Linked DNA regions of Mus musculus: region 1 is linked to region 2. A link is a contact called in public Hi-C data. All regions are on one chromosome and are shown on one strand. Each heading gives the region's core, a stretch centred on a gene start, on an enhancer-like site or on the middle of the called end of the contact. The rest is flanking DNA. Distances are from core to core; before and after follow the strand shown. Region 1 overlaps Aldh18a1 (aldehyde dehydrogenase 18 family, member A1). Region 2 overlaps Sorbs1 (sorbin and SH3 domain containing 1).

Region 1 (3,697 bases), core at 693-3,192, 71 kb after region 2:
GGTTGATTAACAGTTAAAATTTTCAGATGACTAAAACTATACCGAAACTTTGTGTTTTCTCGGGGATGTAAATTCTGCATTTGTTTTACTTTTGTTATTATTTGAGGCGATGACATTTGCACATGCATGTGAGAAAGTTATAGGATAACTGGTAGGAATCAGTCCTCCTCTTCCACTGTGGTTATAGGGATTAGGCTTGCGTGGCTAGCTCTTGGATGCTGAGCCCCCACCCCCCTCTATTCAGTACCACACTGTATCAATCATGTGTAGTATCTGGAAACCTTGTTTCTCACTTTGTTGCCACACTCTCTCCCCTTCAGCCCTCCCAGGATCACCTCCTCTCTTTCAGGCAACAGGCAACAGGCAATATTCCTCTCCCTTTCTCTCAGATTCAAACTAAGATCTCTGTTGCTTCATGCCCTTCTCAGTGATAGCTCCCCACACTGCCCCGGTGCTTAAATGTCTATTCAGACTCTGTGCTCTGTACCTCAGTGTTTACAGAGTGGACCAGTGTGGTCTTCTGGGGGAGCAGCTGCAGACAGGATAGGAAAATCTGGCTCTTGAATGTAGCATCATCAGTAGCAAGACACTTCTGGAGTTTGGGAACAGCATCAAGCTCACGAGGAATGACAGCACAGAACGTGGTCACCTCTCCCTCACAATGCAGTGCCTCTACCTTACCAACTATGTAGCAGGCATAACAACAGTCCCAAGAACAAACAGGCTAAATTTCTTGCTTAGGCCATGCAGTTTCCTAGTGGCAGAGCAGAGACTTGAACCCAGGTATATCATCCAGTCTTCCAATATGAAAAATAAAAAGCCAGTTCAGACTAGTTTAAACCAAAAAACTGAATTGCTGAGTTGAATCTAGGAGCGGACTAGATATGGAGAGAGGGCTCAGTAGTTAAGAGTACTGACTGCTCTTGCGAAGGTCCTGAGTTCAATTCCCAGCAATCACATGGTGGCTCACAAACATCTGTAATGAGATCTGATGCTCTCTTCTGGGGTGTCTGATGACAGCTACAGTGTACTTACATCTCCTTCAGACACAGGTTGGATGGAGCTGGGCTCACTACACAGCCTCTGGCTTCTCCTCTGCTGGATGACCTCCACAAACTCTTCCTACACAGTAGCAGACTGGATACAATCAGCTTTAATCTCCTTGAAATAGACTTTATGGCCCCAGGAGACTAGAGCTTACTTTTCCTAATAACTGCCTAAATATTCTACCAACATGCTATTTGGTCAAATTTAAACCACATGCCCAGCAGTGCTTGGATTACTGAGGCCTGAATCACGTGAGCATCGATTGCAGAATGATGCGGGAGCAGTATCCCGCTTTGAATCACACCAACTGACAAGACAAGGGAGAGACAGATTCATAAAATAAGAGAAGAAGGGCAGCCAAACCGCTTTCCATCCTGTGCTGGTCAACTATCTAATAAGCAATCTCCGAATGGGGGTATGTCCCATAGTGATGCCTTGGGCTGTTAATCACAGAAAATCTACAACCAAGTACAACTACCGTTTGAATAAGACCATGAACTCATGTGCCAGGGACTCTTTCTTTGGCCCCCTTGTGGGAACCGGGAGAGTCAGGGTTGGTTGGTTCTGTGGCATGTATTGTTTAGGAGCTGATGGTGGGAGGCAAGGACCACAGGAGTAGCTTCAGAGTAAGAAGTTCCTCTCCACAGGACAGCCCAGTAAACACTGGGCCACCCACGTAGAGCCACTTTCAAGTCTTTGATTGCCTCCTAGTGCCCTGTAGGTGTTTCTTCACTTTGAGTGGAGAAAGGGAGGGTGCTGGTGGCCTCACCTCTGTGGAAATTGACAGGGCTACGGTTTCTGAATAGGGGCAAAGAGCCCTGTTGGCTGTTCAACCTGCCCTTTCCAGAACATACCCTATCTCTGTCCCATGCTGTAAAAACAAGGCTCTAGGAGATACCAACACCACTGTTAGGGCATACTTTCTTGAAACCTATATATAGCCTTCTGCCCTAAATCAACAGTCACTGCTCTCCAGACTCGCTGGTTTCATTCTTGCCCTGCACCTTGGTTGCATTAACCTGCAGCCTGTAAGCCATACCACCAGTCAATCCCAGAACCCACCTTCCCCAGAGCCCACATGGCAGCCTGTGTTCACAGTGAGCTCCCAAAGGGATCTGCTATTTCAGACTCCTGGGGTATCTGTTGTCTGGTGGGAGCTGCCTGTGGAATCTGTGTTGTCTTTTCAGCTGGATCTTGCTTATTCCCTTTTCAGGCAAGCTATGTCAGAATTCCCCCTTCACCGGGCAAGGCAGGCTGGGTGCCTTGCCAGGCCAGACCATGTAAGGGTCTAGATGAGAGGTAGAGCTGGAGCCAGTCTGGGAACATGATCCACACGACACAGTAATTCTTATGCCTATAAAACCACGCTGAGGATCAGAAGCAGCCTGTCAGTGAACACTTGCTTCTTTTTGGAGGCCTCCAAGAAATAAAAAGTCTTTGAAATGCAGACTGCAGGGTTGTGAAGACTAAGAATAGGGGCTAAAGGAAAGGGATTGAGGGGATTAGAAGTGTTTAGAGACACTTGGCAGGTCAGGAGAGTGAATTGAGTTATAGCCACAGTGAACCAAAGATGTGGGCTGGTGACATGGTGGAGCAGATGCTGGGGAGGACGTGACAGAAACAAATATGTTCATGTCTTGCACAGCCCCAAATCATCATATAAGCAGACTACAAACTCTTGGTGCCCACTGTTCTGTTTTCTTTTCCTCTCAAGACCGGAGTCCCTCCCTGGAAGGTTTCCCTTCGCCATTTCCATTGAAACTGCTCCCCCATGACCGTTCCCACCCACCAAGCCAACTTCCAGGAACATGCTGAGAGCAGGGCAGGAAGGGTCACCAGGGAGGGAGAGTGGAGATGACGGCAAGGACAAATAAGGGAGAAAACGAACTGTGCACATGGGCTTTTATAAGAATTTTATTTCTCAAAAAGGGGGGGGGGGAGAATCTAAAGTATTAAAATAATCTCTAGTCTTTGTCCTGGAGGTCGAGAATAGGATGTCAAAATAATTTGTATAAAAAGGTCAAGCATGATTGTAGATCTTCCTCCCACTTGTAGGAACATCCTGAAATTCATCCCTCCAGCGTGATGCTCAGATTCCAACTACTTTGAAGGTACCATGTGTCCCCAGGCCGGAGACAGACTGCAGATGTCTAGGATGTGCGCCCATAACTTCACAGACACACCAAGGTCATCTCCCCAGTGGATACAGTCAGTCTGTCTCAGTCACCGTTTCCAATGAAAATGTTAAAGGTTTTAAGGAGTTAGCCCTCCTTAAGACGAGCTTTCGTAAAAGAAATGAAATTACATGTCGAGAGGCTGAGAATGGCTGGGCTGGTCCCAGTCAAAACGCCAAGAGACTTTACCTCACTGAGGCGTTCCGGCAGCCAGGACTTTCCATTGTCTCTGATGGTAGATGCGTCCCTTAGGGTCTACCTCTGATGTGAACAGACTGGGAAAAGCCAAGCCTCTCTGTCTCCAACAGCGATTCTCTTCCTAGGACTGGACTGCAGGGCCAGGGAGACAGCCTGGCAGTGGAGCATTTGCCTACCATGTGCAAGGCCCTAGATTCAACCCCAGTTACGGAGACAGACACACCCAAGAAGGCCAAAATGGAGTGTGAACATTAGCTAAGGTTGGAAACGCTGAGGAG
Region 2 (3,550 bases), core at 688-3,187:
AAATCTGCTTTCTTTGTACCAAGTCCATTGGTATTCCCCTTCTGTTGGGTATTTATATATACTCATTAGAAATAATTCCCCTTCTAAGAGTACCATAAACTGTGGTGATGAACAGAAAAGGTGATATTAAAACCACTAAGAGTCAGACTTACTTACTCCCAGGGCTGGCCTGACAAAGGCAGTAGCCCTCGACTTAGAGGCTGGGTACCGAAAGTCTACTTACAGGTGAAAGGTTGGAACCCACATTACATCTTCCTAGGACATGATGTGGAGACAGTGGCTAAAACCACCAGGTCAAGCCACAAAAAACCATGTCTGCAAAAGACAGAGACAGAAGGACCAAGGGGTTTAAGTCCTAGCCTCCAACATGAGACCAAAGCCCACAGCATTTAGCACCCTGAGCCGGTTTCGTCACCCAGAAGCCACAACACTCATCTTGAAGGAGAGTTGGGAGAGTCAAATGACAAAGTACATGGTGCCAAGCACACCAAAGACAAATGACAACTGACTGGTTCCAAAAAGACTACGGGAAAAGAGGTAGATGATAAGTTCAAAGGTTGTACCACCATCCCCTGCTCCTCTCTGCTTCCGACTTTCCGCTATCAGCTCAACACTCACCTCTTTGAGAGCCTTCTGTGGTCCCCTAAACACAGTCAGGTCTCTCTAGCATGTGCTTCAGTGGTCTCCAGCACTTCCTCACTGCAGCCTCAAAATGATTTGTGATGACTTTACTCATATTGACTTGATGCCTTCCCTATGAACCATAAGACTCATGAATTCCAGGTTCAACGTGTGTTTTCTCCCTCGCACTTTGCCCTATGCCTGGAACACAGGAGACACTCAAATGTTTGCAGACTGAATCATCATCCGAACAGCTGGGCAAGGAAGGGTAAAGGCAAGAGGAAGTCCTATGGGTGGATAGCTCACAAGTCAGAGTGTCTGTAACTCAAGGATACCTGGAGCACATGGAACTTCTCCTGACCCAATAATATCTGTCTGGGGACGAGGAGGCAGCAGTCACTGAAGACTTTACTGTGTAGGAATGGAGATCTGAGTTTGAGCCCCAGAACCAACAACACAAAAATGGTAGGATCCCAGAAACTCACTGATCAATCAGCCTGCCTGGCCTACTTCTCGAATTTCAGGCCAATGAGAGAGCCTATCAAGAAAACACAAAGTGGGTGACACTTGAGGAGAAACCCCACCAAAGGTTGACTTCCAACCTCTACACACACACATGTACACACAGACACACACACACACACACACACACACACACACACACATACACCTCTAATCTGCTTCTGCTTTGAAACTGAGCCAAAAATGGCTGACTGTGGAATGCACGGTGCTTAAATCCATAGGCATCCTCTTCTAACAGGTGCGCACCAACCCAGATCTTAGTCTGCTCACAAGGTTTGCATTAAATGAAAGGAAGATGGTGCAGGGTGGCGTGCAAGTTTGGGGATTACTGCAGCTCTGCCTATAACAGACCCCGGCAGAGCCAGAAATCTACAGCAAGGTATGGAAAATAACACTGCCAAGTGCCAACTACTGAGTGCCTACATGTACTGGGAACAAGCCTGGGAGAGCTTCAAAACCTATCAAGAAGGGCAGTCGCCATCCTACAGATAAGGAAACTGAAACTCTGGAAGGCTAAGCCAATGCTCATAAGCAAAGTAAATAAATAACTCAGCTAGAACCTGGAGCCCAGACAAGTTGATTGCAAAGTGTGTGTGCCTGGACCCTATTCAACTACCACACACACACACACACACACACACACACACACACACACACACACACAGAGTCAGCAAATGGGATTTAAGACTTGGTTGGAAAAAGAGATAATTCCAGTTCAGGTTCTTCCACGGCTCTGTGGTGACCCAGGTAAGTGACCTCACCACCCCAGGCTCTGGGGACACTCCCTCTCCAGTAATATAAGAGTACAGCACATGACCGGTTCAGAAGAGACACAGTACTACTGAGCCCACAGAGTGCTTAGCAGTCAAAACCTATCAGGAAATGACACCTCCCTGGCCAGGGACCCAGCCACGCTGCAGTTGCTAAGCTCTCGCCCAAACTGGGGTTTGTTAGAAGCTTTGAACGTCAAAACAACAGAGGCTGACAAACTGTTTCCTAGGCCCCCTGAAACTGGCCTGGAACTTGGAAAGGCCAACAATAAACACTAAGGAAAAGGAGACTTCTTACGTGTATCTAAATAAACCCAAACCTCTCTTTCTGTGGTGGGGAGTTGAAGAAAATACTTGCTGTAAAAGGAGCTAATCTGTCCTCAAACCTCCTTGGGCTAACACTGATCAGCAATCTTCTTTGCAGCACGAACCCCTCTGGGACGTGCCCAACATATGCACAAGTGCAGGGGCAGCCTTCCAACACCAGGGCTGTCAGCCGACTAAGTCTCCTTCGTTCCATCCCCTGAGCTGCTATACGGAGCAGGAATTTACAGTCTCTTCTCCAAAGCCTTACAAGGTCAAAAACGCTAGATGTTGTGTAATTCCTATGATGACAAGGCTGTGGAGCAGCCCAGGCTAAATGACCAATACAAATGACACGGCAGAAGCCTAAGAGCCAAAATGTGGAGTCAGCACCGGGCAGCACTTGAGCCTTTGAGCCTGGTGCTGGCCCGGCTTCAGCAGCACACAGGCCCACCGCTGTACTGGCTCCTATGCCCTGCCAGTTGCAACCAAGAATGTGCAAAGCCACCCCAACACCCTGCCCTATTGCCCCAGCACCATAATAGGGGACACAAAAGAGCTGGCATTCGTGTGAGGATGACCCGGGTCTCCCACTCCACAAAGCCTGCAGTGACTTTAATGGGTACAGCAAGGCATGGGGAGAAATGGCCAAAGACAGCCTGTAAAATGGAGCATCAAGGACATAAAGGGAAGAAAAGGACTCTCCATCTTCTGTGTCGAACATCACACCTGGCAACACATAAAATAGTCCTGGGACAAGGAAGTAGAAAGAATCGAGTATATTAAGGGGGGAGAAAAGGAAACATAAAGAAAGAGAAGTAGTATAAGGAGCAAGACCTGGTCATGTTCCCCCATCCCAAAGCCACCATGGTCTTGCCCTGCAACAACCCATTCCTACTACCCAAGGCCCTTCCAAGATGAGCCTAGAAAAGCCAACCTCAATATCAAGCAGAAAAAACACAACAGCACCAGGTGGTGGTGGTGGTGCACTCCTTTAATCCCAGCACTCGGCAGAGGCAGAGAGGCAGAGAGAGAGGCAGAGAGGCAGAGAGAGAGGCAGAGAGGCAGAGAGGCAGAGAGAGAGGCAGAGAGGCAGAGAGGCAGAGAGAGAGGCAGAGAGGCAGAGAGAGAGGCAGAGAGGCAGAGAGGCAGAGAGGCAGAGAGGCAGAGAGGCAGAGAGGCAGAGAGGCAGAGAGGCAGAGGCAGAGACAACATCTCTCTGAGTCTGAGGCCAGCCTGGTCTACAAGTTCCAGAACAGACAAGGCCACGCAGAGGAACCCTGTCTCAAAACCAACAACAACCAAAAAGACAGGACTGGAACTTACATTCATCC

What was found. A called contact is a pair of places that touch in the nucleus more often than the background predicts.
Region 1: a contact with region 2 is called in a Hi-C map of uterus, with 6 times the contacts expected there. The contact joins two enhancer-like sites. A contact is called at or near these places in 1 of 39 promoter capture datasets (liver), 10 of 484 Hi-C or Micro-C datasets (CD8 T cells, brown adipocytes, embryonic stem cells and 3 more), 2 of 115 datasets of contacts at active chromatin or transcription factors (embryonic fibroblasts and embryonic stem cells) and 2 of 9 other capture datasets (adipose tissue and liver).

What each region holds. Positions count from the first base shown.
Region 1 is chr19:40,547,314-40,551,010 of GRCm38.p6, forward strand. Aldh18a1 (aldehyde dehydrogenase 18 family, member A1) reads right to left here. Exons shown (of 19, transcript NM_019698.2): 19 at 2,944-3,697. Among named protein-coding and RNA genes, the nearest start is that of Sorbs1, 35 kb to the left of the region's middle. Within about 2 kb of position 1,943, at least 17 of the 459 cell types and tissues checked have an H3K27ac peak or open chromatin away from gene starts, as enhancers often do. A contact at or near this core is called in uterus, where this site is marked.
Region 2 is chr19:40,475,839-40,479,388 of GRCm38.p6, forward strand. The region is part of intron 1 of Sorbs1 (sorbin and SH3 domain containing 1); the gene reads right to left. Among named protein-coding and RNA genes, the nearest start is that of Sorbs1, 36 kb to the right of the region's middle. Within about 2 kb of position 1,938, at least 137 of the 459 cell types and tissues checked have an H3K27ac peak or open chromatin away from gene starts, as enhancers often do. A contact at or near this core is called in uterus, where this site is marked.